7 separate regions of the Mus musculus genome follow, and all the other regions are linked to region 1. Evidence: chromatin contacts called from public Micro-C and promoter capture Hi-C data. All regions are on one chromosome and are shown on one strand. Each heading gives the region's core, a stretch centred on a gene start, on an enhancer-like site or on the middle of the called end of the contact. The rest is flanking DNA. Distances are from core to core; before and after follow the strand shown.

Region 1 (2,700 bases), core at 199-2,698:
AGCTCTGGCTGGCGCTCAGCCGCCACCGCTCGAGGGTCGCCCGCGTGAATTCCAGCCCACCCGCGCCCTCACCACCAGAGTAAGTGAGCCCACGTCGCCCTGTCGCCACCGCAGCCTTCCAGCCGCCTCCTTCCCGGGGCACATCGGCCGAGTCTGCCCGGAGCCTCTGCGACCCCAATCACTCAATCAATAATCAATCCCCTTCGTCCAGAACTGCCCCTAAGCTGGGAGCGGCTGGGGCAGTACCCTGTCCAGGGCGCACCCCGGCGGGGGATGGGCAGGGGAACCCGAGTTTCTTCTCCCTCCCCCGTTCCCGCCTTGGCAACCTCCGACGCAGTGGGTGGGGGGCGCGGCCAGTAGCCCAAGGGGGCGAGACGCGGGGTGCTGAGACGGTGATCGTCCCAAAGTCAGTAAAGGAAACTTGGAGGTGCCCCCTCCCATGCTTACCCCCGAAACAAGCCTGGGAAAGTTTGTGGCGGGGGTGGGGTGGGGGAACGGAAGGAGGTAGCCACTGTAGGTCCCAGGAGGGAAGACCCAGAGCCCACACCCATGTCAGCCCGCACATCTTCTCTCCAGGGCACCCCCGGGGCCCTGGCATCTTTGATAGGGGTACCATCCCAACTAGGGGAGCGCTCTGGGGCTGCACGCGGCGGGTGGAGAGGAGTGTGGGCCGGGAGGGGCAGCCGGGAGCAGCCCGGGGTTGAGACCGGGTGGGGAAGAGGGATGGGCGGGGGCTGTGGGCGCCCCGGGACGCGCTCCGCAGGGCGGACCCCGCGCCTTTGCGAGAGCGCTCGGGGCGGAGACGGAGGGCCAGCTCCGGGTGTCTGGACTTGGGCGGGGGGCCCTGGGCAGGCGTCCGGGCCAGGACCCAGGCTGGGGGCGCCTCCGCGGGCAGGCGAGTGACACGATCATCTCCTTTTCCTTTAAGCTTGCCTGTTGCCGACGCCGCCGCTCCAGCCGCGCCGTGGGCAGAAGACTGGACCGCTGAGCCCCGGGCCGCGGCGGCGGCGGCTGCGCCCCCCCTCCACCCCCCCCCCCCCCATGCCTTGACCTCCCTGCCTGGGGGCGGGAAGCGGGGCAGGACCGACCGGGGTCGCTCCTGGGCTCCTCCTCTCATCTCTCTGCCCGCCTTCTCCTCCTTCACTCCCCGCCCCCCAGCCCCGAACCCCGCGCACCTCGTCTGGGGACGGGGCGGGGGGGGGGCAGGGCGACCGCTCCTCCCCGCCCCCTCCTCCTCGGGCCTCTGGAGCGATTTGTCAAACTTCCCATTCCGCCGGCAGCGCGGTCCTCCTCCTCCTCCTCCTCCTCCTCTGCCTCCTCCTCCCCCTCGCGCTCCTCCTTCCCCGCGCCTCCCTTGCCCGCCCTCCTTCCCTCCGCACGTTCGGGGATCGCGGCGGAGCGCAGCGAGGGGGGGACGCGGAGAGCCGGGGCGCAGCAGCATCCTGCGGGCGGCCGCTCTCCGGGGGGGAGGCTGCGAGCAGGCCCGCCTCGCCCCCCCCCCGCCGCCCCTCCCTCCCTCGGCTCAGCCCGGCAGCGGCGGCGGCGGCGGCGGCGGCGGTGGCAGTCGCGGGAGAAGCATCATGCCGAGGAGGAAGCAGCAGGCGCCCCGGCGCGCAGCAGGTACGAGCGGCTTCCCCTTCCTCCTCCGGTCCTCCTCCTCTTCCTCTGCTCGCGCCGCGCCTCTGGGCCGCCGGCCCCCGCGTTGCTCGCCGCACTCCTCGCCTCTCTCTCATTTTCTGTCTGTCTCTGCGGGCGCTGAGTAACTCCGGGAGCCCGGCTGGCTCGGGGCTCTCCTGCCCGGGTGCGCGCGCCCCCCAGTTGCCCCGCTATGTTCTTCGCTCGACCGGCTCGCACACCCTCCTGGGGACCACCGAGCCGGCTTAGGTCCCCGCCTCTGCCGATCCGGCTGCAGCGGGGAAGGCGCTCTCCAACCCGTGCCTTTTGGTGGGGGGCGGGCGGGGTCACCTGAGTTCTCTGGGACATCTTCCGCGTTGTCCCGGGCAGTACCCGGTGACTACCGGGACCAGAGCGAGCAAGAGTGAGCTAGCGGATCCCTCTGGCCACCTTACTGCTAATTCGATTGATTCTTCATTTATTGGGCCCAAACCCGGTACAGCGGTGGAAACCAGAGCGCACTGGGTCTGGGTATTGTCAGATGACTGTCAGGTCAGTGTTGGATGCTGACATTTCCTCCATTCCTGAATGTCTTCTTACCCCCTCCCTCTCTTTCCGCTGCTGCTCCCTACCCTTTTCTAGCACTTAGTTCTGGGACATATCTGAGTACTCCCCCCTCCCTCTCTTTTTCTGCCAGGAACGTCAACTCCTGTTAGGACTGAGCTGATTTTTTTTTTTTTTTCCTTCTGGAAAAGAGATTCATTGAAAACAAAACAAAACCCACACACATAACATTATTTTGCAATAATGTCGGTTGGGGGCACGTTGGCTGGAAGAAGGGTTTCTGGCCGGTTGCCACCCTTGATTTGATGACTGATTGATCGCCCGTCATGCCTGTGCCTTTGATCTATTCATTCCCAATAAACATCAATAAATCACTTGCAATAGTGAGGCCAAGCTCCGTGACGTCAGGAGGGCCCTGTCAGTGCAACTTCAGGGATTTGGGGCGGCTTGCCGAGAGAGGACCACATATGGACGTGATGTATTTTGATATGAATAACACTCAGACGTGCAGAGGCTCAGACG
Region 2 (2,700 bases), core at 44-2,543, 1.5 Mb after region 1:
ACAAAGCATGGCTGTAACTCCGTGCCCATGAGCCACTTCACAGTCACCACCCAAGAACCTCAGGAGTGGGCCCAGCTTCCAGATAAACTCTGAGCCAAGGTAGAAAAACTTTGGCCCAGAGGGCATTCCTATAATCTAGCATCTGGTAAGATTAGATAGGAAGGTAGAGAGTTGTAGGTCAATCTGGACTATACAAGGAGACCTTATCTCAAAAAAAGCAAAATCTTTTGGGTAACCTGGTGTTTGTGGCCATGTCCTATCCCGGGAATTCACATGATGAAAAGGAGACAATAACTTCTGAAACTTTTGGCCCTAGTAAACAAAACAACACGCCCCCACCCCCCCAAAAAACAAACAAACAAACAAACAAACAAACAACAACAACAAAAAAAACATGCCCTGGGTCAGAAGTTCTTAAAATCCAGAGTGTGTAGTCTTTCCTACTGCCTGACTTTGGTGTCTTTCACCGCATAACACACAGGGTAGTCAGTCCCATCCCGCAGGCCACAATGCCAAACCCCTCCTTCCTTGGCGGGACAGGGTTGGCCAGGTCCCAGTGCTCAGACAACTAACTGGCCTAGCCACTCTGAGCAGCTCTGAGGGCTGACGTGGGCAGGACGCACAGCAAATGAAGCACTTCAGCTTACAAAAACCGCAGGGGTCTTGACTCTAGCACTGATCGCCCCTCCTCTGCAGCCTCTGACCGGGTAGAATCTGATACCGGTTTTGTTCACATTCTAAGGACTGCGCCCTCTCCGGGGAGTGCACACATTCCACTGAGACTTGGAACTGCCGGTTTCCCTCCTGCTAAGGCCTGGGGACACCTCTTTATTGTACTTCAGTTACTCCCTAGGAGAATCCAGGCCCGGTCCCACACCAATAACTTCCTATATGAAGAGTCGCGAACTCAAACTCTTCAGGGTCCCAAATCCGAGGCTATTGAGAACCGTCCCTCCCAACCCAAGACGTCTCTGGCCAAGACGAGGTTCCCGGAACATCACGGGATAAGGAGAGGGTAGAGACTCTGCGGAGAACCCTTCTCCAACTCGCGCACAGTCCTGGGACTCAGTGGCCCTAGAGTCCCAGCTGTCAACCCCTTCCCAAGTCAGAAAACAGCGAGCAGCCTCTGCTCCAGTGGAGCCCCAGATGCGGGTTCCTGAGGCCACCTCTACCCACAGCTGCAGACCTGGCAGGGTGGAGGGCGGAAGGGGAGCGCTCTCCCCCTCCGTAGCCTGCTTACCTCCCGTAGGAACCTCCGCGTCCGCACAGCCAGTCCCGAACTGGCGCCCGCCAATCCCTGCGCCGCCCACGCCTCCGGGTTCCAATTCTCTGGTCACGCCCCTTCGAGGGACTCTGGACCAATCGAAGCCCTGGCACGCAGGCGGGGGCGGAGCCGGCCCGAGTTCTCCAGAAATGTGCGCGGGCGTAATTAAACCGCTGGACCGTAAACGGGTCAGCAGCGGTTGTGCGTGGGGACGATGGGCTGATTCCTGGTTGGAGTCCGGTTCCCAGCTTTGCTGGTCGCCACACTCAAGACTGAGTCGGCGCTGGTCAGAGGAACAGCCTGTGAGGGAAGCAGGCATGACGGAGTGGTGGGCCCTCAGGTGCCCCTGTTACTATGATGTTACTCTTTTCAGCCACAGAGACACACGTTTTCTTAACGATCAACAGAACTTTATAATTTTTTTCCTAGAGGAAAATGTCAAAAGTACACGGGAGGAAATTAGTTTAGTGGACCCCAGGCATTCATCGTGTAGATCCAAGACGAACAGGTACCCCGCCCTGGCTACTGGTGTCACTTAGAACTCAATTCCAAGGCTGCTTTCCCATCTCACCTGCCCCCACGCAATTCTCATCCACTGTCTTCTGGTTCCTTAAAAACCACTCCCACCCTTCGCCCTCTCCCTCCTTTGTCATTTCAGTGTCACCTCCTCAGAGAGGTCTCCTTGGCCACAAAGCAGCAGTTCTCAACTCCATCCATTTTTTATTGTCTTGTTACCCCTGGCTGACCAGAAATTCTATATGTAGACTAGGCTATCCCTGAACTCATAGAAGCCTTGCCTCTGTCTCTAGACTGCTGGGCTAATATTAGTCTATAGTGTCAGTTTGTGTTGCTAAACTGGTTACATTGAAGAGGGACTAGCTCTGGTTAGCCTGGTACCCGCTGGGCCAAGACCAAACTGGGTTTGGAAGGGGATGGTGTGGCCCTCTGGTGATGGTGTTAGGGGCAGACCCTTCCCTAAACTGTCCCTTAATCCCTACCATCCCCCACATCCTTACCCCACCAGCGCTTATTGATATTTCTTTTAGGTTTGAAGTTTGTTTAATCATTTACAAAATGCACTGCTGTGAATATTTCAGATGGGGAGAAGACACATAAAAATAGAGACTTTTAGCCCCCCCTCCAGTAAACTCACAATCTCAAGTTCTAGAGAAGTACTCCACCAGTGAGATATTATATCTCCAGCCCTGACTTTAGCTCATCTTTAATCATAAGATTTAGGGATCTGGGTGTCATATGCCTGTGATCTCAGCACGCAGGAGGCTGAGGCAGGAGGATGGAGTTTGAGGGCAGCCTGAGCTACATAATGAGACCTTGTCTCAGTCAGTCAATCAAGGATTTGGCAATATTGGTTTATTTATGCAGAGGTCTGGTCGTTTGCTTATATTGTAATGCTAAATTACAATATAATAACAAGG
Region 3 (2,700 bases), core at 116-2,615, 1.4 Mb after region 1:
TTTGGTGGTCTTGGAACCAAGAGGGAGAGCCAAAGACACCTTTGTCTTTTTTCCTGTCTTTCTTTTAATGAAGAGGTTTGGATTTCTCCCTACAGATAATTAATGCAATCATTTAGAAATGTTAGCTAGACTTGAGGAAAGACAAACAGGATGGCAGATCTTCTAAAAATCCAAACAGATACAGTGTGAGGCTCTTTTGGAGTCACAGACATGAGTGTAGCAGACAATGAAGGGAGGGGAGATCCTTTCTTTTCCCCCTCAAGACAAGAATTCTCAGTGTAGCCCTGGATGTCCTGGAACAAGCTCTGTAGACCAGGCTGGCCTTGAATTTAGAGATCTGGCCACCTCTGTTTCCCGAATGCTCCCTGGTTAGGAAGGGAGATTACAAGGCATTTAAATTTCAGTCATCAAGACTAATTGTCTTTGTCTGAGGCCTAACCTCCTGAGAAGGTGGATTGCAGTGCTAAGCACTGCAGAAATGGGGTGTGACACAAAGTTCAGAGAAAAAAGGGGCTCACTCCATATATGTTGGCTTAAAAGGGTTTGTGATACATCTAGGAGGAAGTCTGCTAGTGGTGAGGGATAAAGCACGATCTCGGAGTCTGCTTAGGGTTTACGGAAGCTGGGTTTGACTGTAAATATCAGCTATTTGGGACGCTGAGGCAGAAGGATCACAAATTCTAGGCCAGCCTGGGCCTAACAGAGGTACTTCAGGGCTAGCCTGGGTCTACGAAGAGACTTCAAGGCAGGCCTGGGCAAACTTGGTTTCTAAAAAGAAAAAGTAAAAATGGCAGCAGGCAGGCAGGCACGGTACTGAAGCAATTTTCCACTTGTGTCATCATGTAGGTGCTGAAATTCTTTGGACCCAGTGGGGTGGCGGTACGGTACAAGGACAGTTCGCTTCAGGGCTAGGTTCAATCCCTAGTATGAGAGAGAAAGAAGAGGGTGGGAAGTAACGGAGGAGAGAGATGGAAGAGAGGGAGAGAGGAAAAAGAGAAGGTGTAATGAGCTTCAATGGTATGACTGGTAAGGTATCAAAGACAAACAGGATGCCACAACAGGCCTGCACCGAACCAATCCAGAAGAAAGGGAGAAATAGCAGGAGGGCAAGGGAAGAGAATCCTGGAGAGCCCGTCTTTGCCCAAAACGCAGTGAAATGTGGGCGTCAATGTGTCCTTCTTAGTTCTACCTGGTTCAGCCTACACAGGGGCAGGACTAGGAACGTGGCGAAAGCAGGTCTGAAAGCTGTACAGCTTGGTGTGCCTGCGCATGCGCCGGACCCCAGCGCCACCGCCCAGCTCTCTTCAGCCCCGCCCACGCGACGCCCTGCCTAGAGCCTGCGCTCACACTTGGCCCCGCCCGTGACCGTCCAGTCCCGCCCCCCTCGCGGTGCGCGAGGAAGCCACGAGGAGGCCCAAAGTCCCGCCTACCCAGAGATCCACCTACGCTTTGGCTCTGTTACAGAGGCGCTTTGCGTTAGCTCGACGCCGCGCAGCCGCAGAGGACATGGGGCGGGGACAGGGGCGGGGTCGGATCGGAGGCGGAGGCTGGGTGGGCGGGCCCTGGAGTCACGTGTGTAAACACGCCGCACGTGGAGCTCAGCCTGAGCCAGAAGGGCGGGGCTGCGGGTTCCGAAGGAGGAGGCGGGTAAGGTGCGCGCGCGCGCGCGCATGGAGGTCTTGGGCGGCGCGGGACTGGGGCGGCCTGGTTCTGTCCCCAACTTCAGTTTCTTTATCCCGCTGCATTGGTGAGAGCTGTGACCAAGGCAGGCCCAGCCCTAGGGGACGAAACCCCCCTACATAATAACCCCACTACGTGCGCGCTCTCCCATTTCACAGATGAAGTAAAGAAACTTGCTCCAAGCCACGTGGCTGGAAAGTGGCGCCACCAAGATCTGCCCTGGACAGCAGGGCTCCTGGGCCTTGCTTTGTGGCTTGCGTGGCAAGAGGTTCTGGGCTCCGACTCCTACGTTCTGCCCTTGCCCTAAGGGCTACATTTGGTCTGGCTAACATGGCGAGGCCTATTGCTCCGTGCACAATGAGGTGACAGGGGTGCCTGCTCCCCCAGCTAGCAGTCTAGAGACGGGCGCAGGCCAAACCGTCGACCATGGTTTCCGTCTGGGTGTGGCTGGAACACTGCGGTGGGGTCCGGACACCTGAGCCTGCATCACTGCTCCTTACACAGCTCCTCCTCCATTTCTTTGCCCCTTTCTTCTCCCCGAGCCGCACAGAGCCCCTTTCAGAGGCGACGCCCAGTGCAGCGGGTTCCTACCCTTCTGCCCCAAAGGGCCTCCTTTCCTCTCCTCCTCGTCCTCCTCCTCTCCCATCTGTGCCGCGTGACCGGGGGGAGGCGCCGTACCGGGCGCAGTCCAGGCGTGGGGCCCAGCCAAGCTGTCATCCCGGACTGGCGGGCCCGAGGAGGCCTAAAAGGGGGGACCCGAGTGCTTGGGACTGGTAGGAAGCGTGCTCCAGGCAGAAAGGCTGAGCTGCCAGCAGTCCCGGAGAGGAATGCGCGCCCTCTTCAGGCTTAAGCGGCTAGGTCCTGCGGCCCTGAAAACCCATACCTGGGCCCCTCCCAATTTTGGGTTTGAGGGTTCAGGAGCTTGTTAATGGGACATTCCATTAATCTAAGGCTAAGGCTCCGAGGCAGCTCAATGTAGCTGTAGGCCCTGAAGCCAGGCTCAGTGTCTGACCTTGGGCA
Region 4 (2,700 bases), core at 83-2,582, 1.6 Mb before region 1:
CTCAGCTCAAGAAGCCGCGGTCTTCGGGGTGCAAAAACGAGAGACGTGGGTGCTCACCAGGCCCCTTCTGCCCCCGGACCTCCGCGGCCGCGATCCAGGTGGAGGGTGAACGAGACGCCACGTGGCTGGGAGCCGATGCACGCAAACTCCTACCCACAGCCGCGAGCCTGTAGGCGGCGCGGCGCGGAGGGCTCCCAAGTGGGTGCTCGAAAGGCTTCGTAGCTAGGAATTGGACACCCGAGCTACCGAGATTAGTGCCCCCATGAATGACAGTAGGGAAAGAAAACTGTGTCTTCAGGCCCCTGGCTATGGGCCCCGCCTGGGGATCACAGTCCCCGATTCAAGTTCACTCCTCTCCAACACCCTGCCCTCTCGCGGCCCCTGTGCGCTCTCCTTAGGGTCCTTTTCCGCGAGGCTCAGAGGACCCACCGGCTGGTCCCGGGCGTGGGGTGGTGGTGTCCCGAACACTTGACTAGAGTGCTCCACGCTGGGTAGCAACGTCTGCCTGGTAAGCCTAGCAATCCTATCGCTCTGGCCTGGAGACGCAATGAAAAAGAAAGTTTTCCAGCCTAGGCGAGTGGACGAGCCAGGTCCACCAGGCTCCGGGGTTAGCGGCCGCCTCCGCTCCCCGCCGGGTCCTAGCGCCCTACTACTCTGAAGAGCCCGTGGGACCCTGTAGTTCTAGAGAAGCTGGGCGAAAGAGAGGTGCTCTGCCTGGAAGCCGTGGGGTCGCGTGGAGTTCAGAGAAAAAGACGCACAATCTCTGCGCTCCCGGCCTCGCCACTCGGCGGTGCGCGCTAGGTTGCTGGTCCAAAGCAGTCTCCAACCTCCCGCGCCGCGGCTCTCCGCCACAGCCTTTTAGAAATCCGGGTGGGAGACAGGCCTAGTCCCAGCTTTTAACACAAGTCTGCACTACGGTAGCTCAAAACCAACATTCTCTCTCCAAACGCTCCCCAACCTCCACCTCCCCTCGCTCGGCCTCTAGATGCTCCCGGGCTCCCTAGTGTTGGCTGGAAGTGGGTGACTTAGAGGCTTAAAGGAGGGGCGCCTAACCACGGACCACGTGTGTGCGGGGGCGACAGCGCCGCCGGGGTGGGGCTGAGCGCTGCAAGCCGGGTTCGCCTTGCAGCGCAGGAGTCAGTGGGCGTTGCGCCACGATCTCTCTCCACTAGCACTATGCTCCCCACTCACCGCCTTGGAAAGTCACAGGAGAAGGCGGGCTCTAAGACCCAGCAGGCACCATCCTACTGGCGCCTTCGATCCGAGACCCGTTTGGACACCAGGGGGCGATGCCCGACCCTCTATAAAAGCGGTCCCCGCGCGGGCCTGGCCATTCGCGACCCGAAGCTGCGCGGGCGCGAGCCAGTTGGGGCACTGGGTGGGCGGCGGCGACAGCGGCGCCACGCGCAGGCTGGAGGCCGCCGAGGCTCGCCATGCCGGGAGAACTCTAACTCCCCCATGGAGTCGGCCGACTTCTACGAGGTGGAGCCGCGGCCCCCGATGAGCAGTCACCTCCAGAGCCCCCCGCACGCGCCCAGCAACGCCGCCTTTGGCTTTCCCCGGGGCGCGGGCCCCGCGCCGCCCCCAGCCCCACCTGCCGCCCCGGAGCCGCTGGGCGGCATCTGCGAGCACGAGACGTCTATAGACATCAGCGCCTACATCGACCCGGCCGCCTTCAACGACGAGTTCCTGGCCGACCTCTTCCAGCACAGCCGACAGCAGGAGAAGGCCAAGGCGGCGGCGGGCCCCGCGGGTGGCGGCGGTGACTTTGACTACCCGGGAGCCCCGGCGGGCCCCGGCGGCGCGGTCATGTCCGCGGGGGCGCACGGGCCCCCTCCCGGCTACGGCTGTGCGGCGGCCGGCTACCTGGACGGCAGGCTGGAGCCCCTGTACGAGCGCGTCGGGGCGCCCGCGCTACGGCCGCTGGTGATCAAACAAGAGCCCCGCGAGGAGGACGAGGCGAAGCAGCTGGCGCTGGCCGGCCTCTTCCCCTACCAGCCACCGCCGCCACCGCCACCGCCGCACCCGCACGCGTCTCCCGCGCACCTGGCCGCCCCCCACTTGCAGTTCCAGATCGCGCACTGCGGCCAGACCACCATGCACCTGCAGCCTGGCCACCCCACACCGCCGCCCACGCCCGTGCCCAGCCCGCACGCTGCGCCCGCCTTGGGTGCTGCGGGCCTGCCTGGCCCCGGGAGCGCGCTCAAGGGCTTGGCCGGTGCGCACCCCGACCTCCGCACGGGAGGCGGCGGCGGTGGCAGCGGTGCCGGTGCGGGCAAAGCCAAGAAGTCGGTGGACAAGAACAGCAACGAGTACCGGGTACGGCGGGAACGCAACAACATCGCGGTGCGCAAGAGCCGAGATAAAGCCAAACAACGCAACGTGGAGACGCAACAGAAGGTGCTGGAGTTGACCAGTGACAATGACCGCCTGCGCAAGCGGGTGGAACAGCTGAGCCGTGAACTGGACACGCTGCGGGGCATCTTCCGCCAGCTGCCTGAGAGCTCCTTGGTCAAGGCCATGGGCAACTGCGCGTGAGGCGCGCGGCTGCGGGACCGCCTTGGGCCGGCCCCCTGGCTGGAGACCCAGAGGATGGTTTCGGGTCGCTGGATCTCTAGGCTGCCCGGGCCGCGCAAGCCAGGACTAGGAGATTCCGGTGTGGCCTGAAAGCCTGGCCTGCTCCGCGTGTCCCCTCCCTTC
Region 5 (2,700 bases), core at 120-2,619, 1.1 Mb before region 1:
CGTCTTAACCCATCAAACTCAGAGGGACCTGGGGTCACTGTGGACCGATTTCTATTAATAGGAGGTAAAGCTCCTACAGACATTAGAGGTAATGGCCTGGCCGCCCTGTGCTGTTAACTCCTCTTGGGCCAGCATGTTAAAAAACAAAACACGTTTTGCCCAGGCAGAGGTGGGCTTTGAAAGGATCATGTTCATATGCACACATTCAGGCTCACTACCTCTCTCCTTAACGGTTCAAACCCGAAGCCCATGCCCTGGAAAGAAAAGGGGCAGCGGACGACCGTTGGATATCAGTCAGCTCAGCTTTGCCACACATAAGGCGAGGGCCACAGCCACCAACAGCACGGCGCTGAAAACGGTGGCAGCCAGGGCCTTGCTGGGGTCGCAGGGGCCCGCGCGCTCCTCTACCGAAATGCCACCGGCTGAGGACGCGCCGGCACTGGCACCGGACAGGAGTTCGGCGCCTGCCGCTTGTCGCGCCTGTACAGTCCAGCGGGGCACGTTGACTTTCATTTCCATGTCGTCAATCATCTCGCCCACCTGGAGGACTTCGCGCTCCAACTGGGGCAGATCGGCGACATCGAAGTCGCTCTCCGCTTCGTGCCGCAGGCTGCGGGCGCTCAGGGCGCGCGCAGCTACAGCAGAGGAGCCGCCCGTCACCCCAGTGCGAACAAGTGGCCGGCGCGGCGCGTGCAGCGGGAAGGTGGCTCCCAGCGCTAGTGCGCGCTGCATGTCGGCTTCGAGCAGGTCCAGGCAGCCTGAAAAGGCCACCCAGAGCCGCTCAAACTCCGCGCGCTCCTCGGTAGCTAAGCTCCGGTCCCGGAGCGCGACGGTCAACCGGGCGCCGGTGGCCACGGCCAGCTCCCGCGCCTTCTGGCGGGTCTTCTGCAGCTCTTCGCGTAGGTCCTGAGTGTCCGCGGAGCCGCCCACAGTAAGCACTAAGTGATGGTAGCACGCTGTGGTCTTGTTGAGCGCGTCCAGCAGCGCCTTGCACTCCTCTCTGGCCATGGCGCTGCCCTCCGGCGGTACCCTACTTGCAACCTTCAACGTCGTAGGTCGCCTCCAGCCCTGATGCCAGCCTTGAGCAGGGCGGACTGAAAGCTCCTCATGTCCTCGCCGCTGTTCTCAACAGAGCTCTCCAGGGACCCTTGAGGTGCGCCTCCGGCGTCCCCACGGCTGGGGTAGTCTGGTTAGCTTCTCCCCATCCGCTCCTCCATTTCCCCCAGACGCGCTCCGGGTCACGCGTAGTGTCTTTGCACCACTTTCTTTTTCACGGCGGCTCCCTGAGAAGCCCAGAGTGAAGACCCCATCCTTGATCGACCCCAAGTCTCCAAGACGAGCCGCGCGCCTTAGCCCCGGCCAAGGGCAGCAGGATCCAGTTTCCTAGGACACGCCTCCAGCCACCAGTCCAGGCCCGGGGCTTCCTCCGCCCGCCCCCCCCGCCCCCTCCCCGCCCCCGGGCCAGGGGTAGGCGGGGCCCAGCCCAGGTAGATCAAGTGTGGCTTTCCCTCTTCTCCCTACCATGATAATTCTGGAACCTTAGCGCCCTACAAATTCAAGGTTTTTTTTTTTCCTACTTTGCAGACGAGGAAAAGTGAGACTCGGTAGAAAGAATGCTTAGCTTATCGCAGCCCATGCTAGTGAAGGGAAAGGACCAAGGGACTAGACCCTGTAGGCAACAGAGTAGGGTGGCTCGGAAGTCTGGGCACCTCCAGTTTGCATCACCAGTAGCACGGGCGATCGACCGGGTAGGATTGTTACTTAGTTGGAGCTCTCTTCTTCATCACAGTCTAACCCCATTTCAGGGGCCCAGCTTGGACCCCACCCCTAATATCAGATCTTCCTTAGGTCCCGCCTCTCGAATTCTGGGCACGCGCACTCCCTGGTTCTGGGCGGGGCTAGCTTGAGTAGGAAGCGCGGAGTCGCCTGGGCCCCACCTCCGACTGAACTAGACTTAATGATTGCTCTGTTTACGTGTCAGTCTCGACTAAAACGACCTCTTATTGGACAGACTGGAGCAGGGTTCCGCCCAACGGCGGAGTAAAGAGGTAGGCTGAAGAGTGGAGCCACCGCACCCGGGTGGTGGGCACTCAGGTCCCAGCCCAGGGTCCGGGAGGTGCTGTCGTAGCACAGAGGTGAAACTATGTAGCCTCTTAAGTAAGTGTCTTCTGCGGGTATCCTCCAGCGCCTCCCTACTCTGGGGAACGCCGAGGTCGGGCGGGGCCTGGGAGAGGAAGGGGGAGGGGTTCCCTGCACTGAAGGGGAGCCCCAGGCTGGGCTGATGGGCCCCAGGGGCCCGGACCCGTGGCGGGCTGAGCCTCCCAGCTCTCCCGTTCCTCTGCGGTCCGCATCGCGGCGCGCACGTTGTCCACTAGGTCCAGAGGGATGCCTAGGCGGCGCGGAGAATGCATCTGTTCCTGTGGCACCACGGCAGGCCTGGGTCCCCCGGAGCTGGGACTTGGGGCAGTGGGCAGAGCTGTCGCTCCCAGGCCATGTGGCCTGGGAGGTTTTCCGGTGACCAAACTGAGGGAGGAGGCTGTGTGTTCAGATCCTGGTCTAGGCCAGCTGATTGAGTTTCCGCCGGGGCTGAAAGTGGAAAGGGTATCCCTGCCTGCTTTACACGTGGCGAGGTCCTCTCGTCCTGTATGTAGAGAAGACTTATGGAAAACTCAGGTACCCAGAGACGTACAACCACACAGA
Region 6 (2,700 bases), core at 78-2,577, 1.1 Mb before region 1:
ATTTTTTTGCATAAATAAAAGATGAACTTGAAGCGGTGGCACACTCAAGACCTCGGGTCCTAGGCCTGAAGCCTAACTAACTGTGCCTGGTGCATTGCAAGTGACACGAAAAAGAAAGGGAGGGAGGGATGGAGGGAGACAGACAGACCAACTCGCGCGCGCGCACACACACACACACACACACACACACACACCTACCACGCGTGCGCATGCAGAGAGAGAAAGGGGTTAGAAAAAGGAGAAAGATGGAAAGGGAAAGGAGAGAGAAAGCGAAAGACGAAGGAAACGGGAACAGAGAAACAGGAAGAGATGAAGAAGGAAGAAGAAAGTTAATGACTGAAATCCTATAATGTGTTCTAGAAACCCGAATGAAAACGATTTAGGGCATGAAGTGAATTGGGAAGTGTCCAGAACAGGCAGTTGGGAGCATTGCCGCGCCCCCGCTTAGGGTGAGAGTTGAGTCCTTGAGAGCCTAAAGCAAGGTCACGCACGTGCGCCTTTGGTCTGGGGTAAGGCTCAGCGCATCCCGGGGGGCGGGTCCCGCGACCCCTACCTGGTAGCCCACCACCTCGGCCACGTCGGGCTCCACGCGCGGAATGTCGCGCAGGCAGCACAGGAAGAAGGTGGTGTCGAAACGGCGGATGGTTCGCCCATACGGGGTGAGCCATCCGCCCCAGTCGTGCAGCGCCCAGATGTCAGGCGTGCAGTCTAGGTGCGCACACAGCTGGAGGAAGCAGCGCGGGTCACTGCGCACGCGCGAGCGCCATTCGGCCAGGCCGGCCGGAGGCGACAGCGCCTGACTGGGCTCCTGAGAAGCTGGAGCCGCGTCCCGCGGCCGCAGGAGCAGCACCCCCGCCTCCTCGAAGGCTTCGCGGATGGCACAGATGCGCAGCGCTACGTCATCGGGCAGCGCCGCGGGGTCCGCGTCGCCGTGGGACAGCCCGGGGAAGGGGGGTTGCCGAGGGGGCTCCGGGCCTAGGCCGAAGCGCGGCGGCGTGTGCCGAGGCGCGAACAGACGCACCCAGTCGGGTGAGCTGTCGGCCGCGTCCAGCACGCCGCCCGGGAAGACGTGCGCGCCGGGCAAGAAGCGCTGGTTTTGTGCTCGCTGGAGAAGCAGCAGCCGGAAGCCGGCCGGGCTCGAGTGGGTCCAGCCTGCTGCCAACATCACGGTGGCTGCCCGCCGCCAGCTGCTCGAGCTGCTCATGGCCGGCGTCCTTCAGATCCCCCTTAGGAAGTGGCCGGGTCGTAGAGTGGTGTCCAGAAGCCCTATAAATGTTGAGGGCCTGAAAAATCCGGCCTGGCGGCTTCCGGAGGTTTACTTGTGGGAGGAGCGTGATTCCCGCGCCAGAGCACCTCCTCGAATGCCCTGCGCTTCAGTCAGGGTCATTCTCGCCCTGTCACAGCCCTGTCACAGCTGCTGCAGTCACCAGCCAGCCTCTGGGAGCACGGGTGCCAGTGTGGAGTGGAAAATAATTTCTAGTTGTGAACCTTTCCCACTAAACGCAAACGACTAGGACTTTGTCCCCTACGCTGGCCTGTTGCCTGTATAGGAGGTTCCAAGGTGTCTGGAGCTCTCTTGAACCATGCTAATAAACGAATGGGTGGATCAGATGCCAAGTTAGACTAACTACTCTGTAGTTTGAATGTCTTTGGCTAGTCCCTGTCCCTTGGGGTAGTCTGTCTTAAGTTGTAGATGTTGTTATTGCCTGAGCACCTGAGGATCAGGGAAAATTATCTTAGTGTGATTAGTTCTCTTTCTACGTGGGAGATGTTTAATCCTAGACTAGCAATGCTTCCCCCTCCTCTCCAACCTTTTTTCCTTTTTTCTTTTTCTTTTTGTTTTTGTTTCTTGTTTTGTTTTGTTTTGTTTTTAGACAGGGTTTCTCTGTGTAGCCCTGGCCGCCCTGGAACTCACTCTGTAGACCAGGCTGGCCTCGAATTCAGAAATCTGCCTCCCAAGTGCAGGGATCAAAGACATGCGCCACCACTGCCTGGCTTCCTCTCCAACTTTTAAGTGGCTGGAGGACTTGCACTTCTATTTTGTTTTTTGGAAACAGCTTGTTTCTGTCTCCCTTTTTGCAGCTCTCTCTCAGTCACCAACTCTTGTAAATCCCATCCTAACTGATCACATATTTTTAGGGTTTCGGATGAGTTAGGCTGTATTCTTGGGGCTATAGAGATGTTTTTTGTTAGTTTTGAGAAAGTATTATTATGTAGTCTTGCTTTTTTGGGAACTTGCTATGTAGACGACCAGGCTAGCCTTGAACTCACAGAGATCTATCTGCTTGTCTCTGCCTCCCCAAGTCTAGGACTAATAAAGGTGTGTGCCAGCCTCATCATTTTGCAGTTGACTTTGGTTATTTTTAATGTTAACCTGTCTAAAGATGGAGCTGTCTGTGTACTTACTGCATCTCCAGAAACAGAAAATGGGGCCACAGGTTGAGAAGTATCTGCCCTTAGTAAGATAACCTGCCGCCGCCGTCTATCTGTGAGCCAACAGACTACCCTTGTCTAAACTGATGCTCTTGGCACTGACACGGGAAATTTGAGCTGAAATTTATTCTAAATCTATTATAGAGCCCAGGTGTCATTATGGGAACTTTTTTTTTTACACTTATTACTTACTTATGCAAGTGCCATTGAATGCATGTGGCGCCCAGAAGACAATGTATGTCCTGGGTCATCAGGTTTAGCTGCAAG
Region 7 (2,700 bases), core at 186-2,685, 1.1 Mb before region 1:
TTCACTAAGAGTCACGGACCAATTCCAACTACTAAATAAAAGCCAAAAGCTCAATCTATGAAACCACTCTTCCAGAAAGTTCTAGTTCCAGCCCTACCTTTGCTTTGCTTCCTGTTGGGCTGCATCACCAGGATCCTGAAAAAAAAATAATTTTTACCTTTTAATGGAGTGGAACTTCAAAAGAAGAGAGAAGAACACATGGGTCAGGGAAAGGTGGGGTGAGGCACATTTGTCACCATAGTTAGCACTTAGGAGACACAAGAATCTCAAGTTACCGGCCAGCCTGGGCTATAAACAGAGACCGTATTCAAAATAAAGTAAAATACCAAATAAATGAAAACAAAAATAAAGGGCTTATTCGATATTCTTTCTGCTATAATAGGTTCCCGAGGTGGAAACTGGACCTCACCAAAAAAAAAAAAAAAAAAAAAAAAAAAAAATCAATAAGTCAGTTTCCATTTGCAATGTTGTGTTCGTTTTATTAAATAAGGGCTGAGGGTGGAACTCAGGGAAGAGAGGGTGTTGTGTATGCTAGGTAAGCACTGTGGCCCAGGCTAACCCCCACTCCCAGCCCCACATTTCCCAAGCGTCTCAAGTCACAATCTAAAAGAATGTTTGAGAACGCACACATTCCTGAAAAGGCCCCGGTATCATGGAGCCCTATTTTTAACCAGTGAGAAGACTGGAAAAAAGAGACCCTGGCTTGGCACGAAAGATGCTGGCTCAAAGGCTCAAATGCTTGCCACTGAGGTCACCCACCACCACTAGCGTTTGTCCCAAGGCAAGTTTACAACCCGCTACTCCCTCCTAGCCGGCACCGCAGGGGCTGAGCACCATCTCTGGAGTCCGCGGTTCGACTCCCGCCCGGGGAGGCGCTGTCAGAGCGGCGTCCTCCGCACCAGAGCTCAGAGGATCCCCCTCTACACAGCGCGGGCTTCCGGTCGGCAAGACCCCCCCCAATCCGAGGACACCCCAATCCCGGCGAGGATCGCCTGAGGCTCGACGGCAGCGAAAACCGAGACTTGGGGGGTGGGGTGGGGGGTGACTCGAAGGCGCGCACACCCCAACCCGCACAAGCCTCACGCGGGACCCTACGGCAGCCGAGGAGGCGGCGGTGACCTCCGGGGACACCCCCATCCCCGTGGGCACACACACGTTGCCATGGGGTACGCGGAAGCCGGGGTCCCACGAGCAAACGCCGAGAGCCTGTGCCTGGGGCGAGGGCGTCACCTCGCCCGCCCGCCCGCTCGCTCACTCACTCCATGCTTGGCCTGCAACTCGGCCAGCCTCTGCTTCCTCAGCGCCTCAAGTTCTTCGTCCGCCATGGCGCGGCTGTCCCACGTCGCGCAGGCGCAGCGGCCGTCGGGGGTCGCGCAGCCGCAGCCGCCCTCCGGTACACTCGGTTGGAATCGCTTCGGCCGGAGACTCGAGCCCGGCGCCTTCGACTGCGCAGACGCGAGTGATGCTCAGGCATCAAAAGTCGAGTGCCGAGTTGGGGCTGCCGGGCCTCGGCCAGGGTGCCTTGCAGAGGACCGATCCTGCGATGGGAAAAGGGGCAGAACCTCTAAGAGGGCGCTTGTGGGTTCCCAGGCTCTGAACTGCGCGTTAACACGCCCCACCCTAATGATTCCTAGGACTGGCAATGGCGCAGTTCTGCAAGGTGTAAACTCCTTAGTCGACGCCCTGTCTGCTTTACCCCAACCCCCAAGGGCCTTTGCTGAGAAGATGCTGTGTGTGTGAGTGTGTGTGTGAACTATGGCAATACACACACACACACACACACACACACACACACCCTGATTTTGGAGTGAGGGTCCCAGTAAGGGATGGAGTGGGTGGAAAAAAAAACTGCTCAATTCTCCAATCCTGTGACTTGCTTATGGTATATGTATTTTAATTTTTCCAAATACATCTAACCATTTTCATTATATATATATATGGAGGTAAGGGATGAGTGAGCCTGAGGAGACAAACATTGGACCCCTGGAGTTGGAGTTCCAAGCAACTGTGAGTCACCTGATATTGGGTTGAGAATCGAATTCTGGTGCTCTGGAAGACTAATACACACTTTTAACCACTGAGCCATCCCTCTAGCCCATATACCTACATCCACCCTGTTGAGCAATGGCTACTCTCTATAAATTTTTCATCATTACAAACTGGCACCCACTCACTAAATAGAAATTATTTATTATCCCTGGTTCCCATTACAAAACAATGTTCTGTCTGTATAAAATTGCCTATTCAAGCACTATTTATTTATGGCTGGCATATTTGACCAATCATATACCACCTTCAAGTTTTTTATCCATGTTGTACCATGAGACAGAACTTCATTCTTGATTGGATTTGGTGGGTGTGTGCCTTTAAAGTCGGCCAATCCAGGGGCGTCTGAGGCAGGAGGATCTGGAATTGAAGACCAGCTTGCCATTACATAGTGAGACTTTGGCTCCAACCAAACAAGCTCTCCCCTCCCCCATTTCATTATTTCCTGGCTGAACATATTTACTGTACAAAGCACATTAGATGTATTCATCAGTTTAACCTTGTTCACTTTTTGCTTAGTGTGAGTAAAGCCACTATCAATGCATGTGTTCAAATGCCTGCCTGCAATCCTGCCTTCAGTTATTTTAAATATGTATCTATGGATGGAATTGCTGTGTTAGGGACTGTGGTGGTTTGAAAGAAAATGGCCCCCAG

Evidence for each region. Promoter capture Hi-C pulls out the DNA fragments that hold promoters and counts their contacts. A called contact is a pair of places that touch in the nucleus more often than the background predicts.
Region 2: a promoter capture Hi-C map of embryonic stem cells shows a contact between it and region 1, with 5 times the contacts expected there. The contact joins the promoter of Plekhf1 here to the promoter of Tshz3 in region 1. A contact is called at or near these places in 2 of 39 promoter capture datasets (both in embryonic stem cells) and 2 of 115 datasets of contacts at active chromatin or transcription factors (embryonic stem cells and stem cell-derived neural progenitor cells).
Region 3: a contact with region 1 is called in a Micro-C map of embryonic stem cells, with 2.7 times the contacts expected there. The contact joins the enhancer-like site here to the promoter of Tshz3 in region 1. A contact is called at or near these places in 2 of 39 promoter capture datasets (the 3T3-L1 cell line and hippocampal neurons), 1 of 484 Hi-C or Micro-C datasets (embryonic stem cells), 1 of 115 datasets of contacts at active chromatin or transcription factors (astrocytes) and 1 of 9 other capture datasets (embryonic stem cells).
Region 4: a Micro-C map of embryonic stem cells shows a contact between it and region 1, with 7 times the contacts expected there. The contact joins the promoter of Cebpa here to the promoter of Tshz3 in region 1. A contact is called at or near these places in 3 of 484 Hi-C or Micro-C datasets (all in embryonic stem cells) and 1 of 115 datasets of contacts at active chromatin or transcription factors (embryonic stem cells).
Region 5: a contact with region 1 is called in a Micro-C map of embryonic stem cells, with 9 times the contacts expected there. The contact joins the promoter of Rgs9bp here to the promoter of Tshz3 in region 1. A contact is called at or near these places in 1 of 39 promoter capture datasets (hippocampal neurons), 1 of 484 Hi-C or Micro-C datasets (embryonic stem cells), 2 of 115 datasets of contacts at active chromatin or transcription factors (the SCID.adh cell line and astrocytes) and 1 of 9 other capture datasets (adipose tissue).
Region 6: a contact with region 1 is called in a promoter capture Hi-C map of embryonic stem cells, with 3 times the contacts expected there. The contact joins the promoter of Nudt19 here to the promoter of Tshz3 in region 1. A contact is called at or near these places in 2 of 39 promoter capture datasets (embryonic stem cells and hippocampal neurons).
Region 7: a promoter capture Hi-C map of hippocampal neurons shows a contact between it and region 1, with 5 times the contacts expected there. The contact joins the promoter of Pdcd5 here to the promoter of Tshz3 in region 1. A contact is called at or near these places in 6 of 39 promoter capture datasets (the 3T3-L1 cell line, 3T3-L1-derived adipocytes, cranial neural crest and 3 more), 7 of 484 Hi-C or Micro-C datasets (cerebral cortex, cortical neurons, embryonic stem cells and 2 more) and 5 of 115 datasets of contacts at active chromatin or transcription factors (the SCID.adh cell line, astrocytes, extraembryonic endoderm stem cells and 2 more).

Annotation. Positions count from the first base shown.
Region 1 is chr7:36,696,670-36,699,369 of GRCm38.p6, forward strand. It overlaps Tshz3 (teashirt zinc finger family member 3), which reads left to right and starts at 1,449. Exons shown (of 2, transcript NM_172298.3): 1 at 1,449-1,620. The coding sequence starts at 1,581. Gm36722 (zinc finger X-linked protein ZXDB-like) reads right to left here and starts at 1,553. Exons shown (of 3, transcript XM_030243157.1): 1 at 1-1,553. The coding sequence starts at 1,441. The coding sequence ends at 194.
Region 2 is chr7:38,226,701-38,229,400 of GRCm38.p6, forward strand. Plekhf1 (pleckstrin homology domain containing, family F (with FYVE domain) member 1) reads right to left here and starts at 1,294. Exons shown (of 2, transcript NM_024413.2): 1 at 1,241-1,294.
Region 3 is chr7:38,083,631-38,086,330 of GRCm38.p6, forward strand. All of the region lies in intron 3 of Gm30771 (a long non-coding RNA gene), which reads left to right. Among named protein-coding and RNA genes, the nearest start is that of Ccne1, 23 kb to the right of the region's middle. Within about 2 kb of position 1,366, at least 164 of the 459 cell types and tissues checked have an H3K27ac peak or open chromatin away from gene starts, as enhancers often do. A contact at or near this core is called in embryonic stem cells and hippocampal neurons, where this site is marked.
Region 4 is chr7:35,117,961-35,120,660 of GRCm38.p6, forward strand. Cebpa (CCAAT/enhancer binding protein (C/EBP), alpha) reads left to right here and starts at 1,333. Exons shown (of 1, transcript NM_007678.3): 1 at 1,333-2,700. The coding sequence starts at 1,459. The coding sequence ends at 2,538.
Region 5 is chr7:35,584,213-35,586,912 of GRCm38.p6, forward strand. Rgs9bp (regulator of G-protein signalling 9 binding protein) reads right to left here and starts at 1,370. Exons shown (of 1, transcript NM_145840.3): 1 at 1-1,370. The coding sequence starts at 1,008. The coding sequence ends at 295. Ankrd27 (ankyrin repeat domain 27 (VPS9 domain)) reads left to right here and starts at 2,035. Exons shown (of 29, transcript NM_145633.3): 1 at 2,035-2,157.
Region 6 is chr7:35,554,601-35,557,300 of GRCm38.p6, forward strand. It overlaps Nudt19 (nudix (nucleoside diphosphate linked moiety X)-type motif 19), which reads right to left and starts at 1,328. Exons shown (of 3, transcript NM_033080.2): 1 at 554-1,328. The coding sequence starts at 1,204.
Region 7 is chr7:35,646,047-35,648,746 of GRCm38.p6, forward strand. It overlaps Pdcd5 (programmed cell death 5), which reads right to left and starts at 1,436. Exons shown (of 6, transcript NM_019746.4): 1 at 1,260-1,436; 2 at 98-135. The coding sequence starts at 1,325.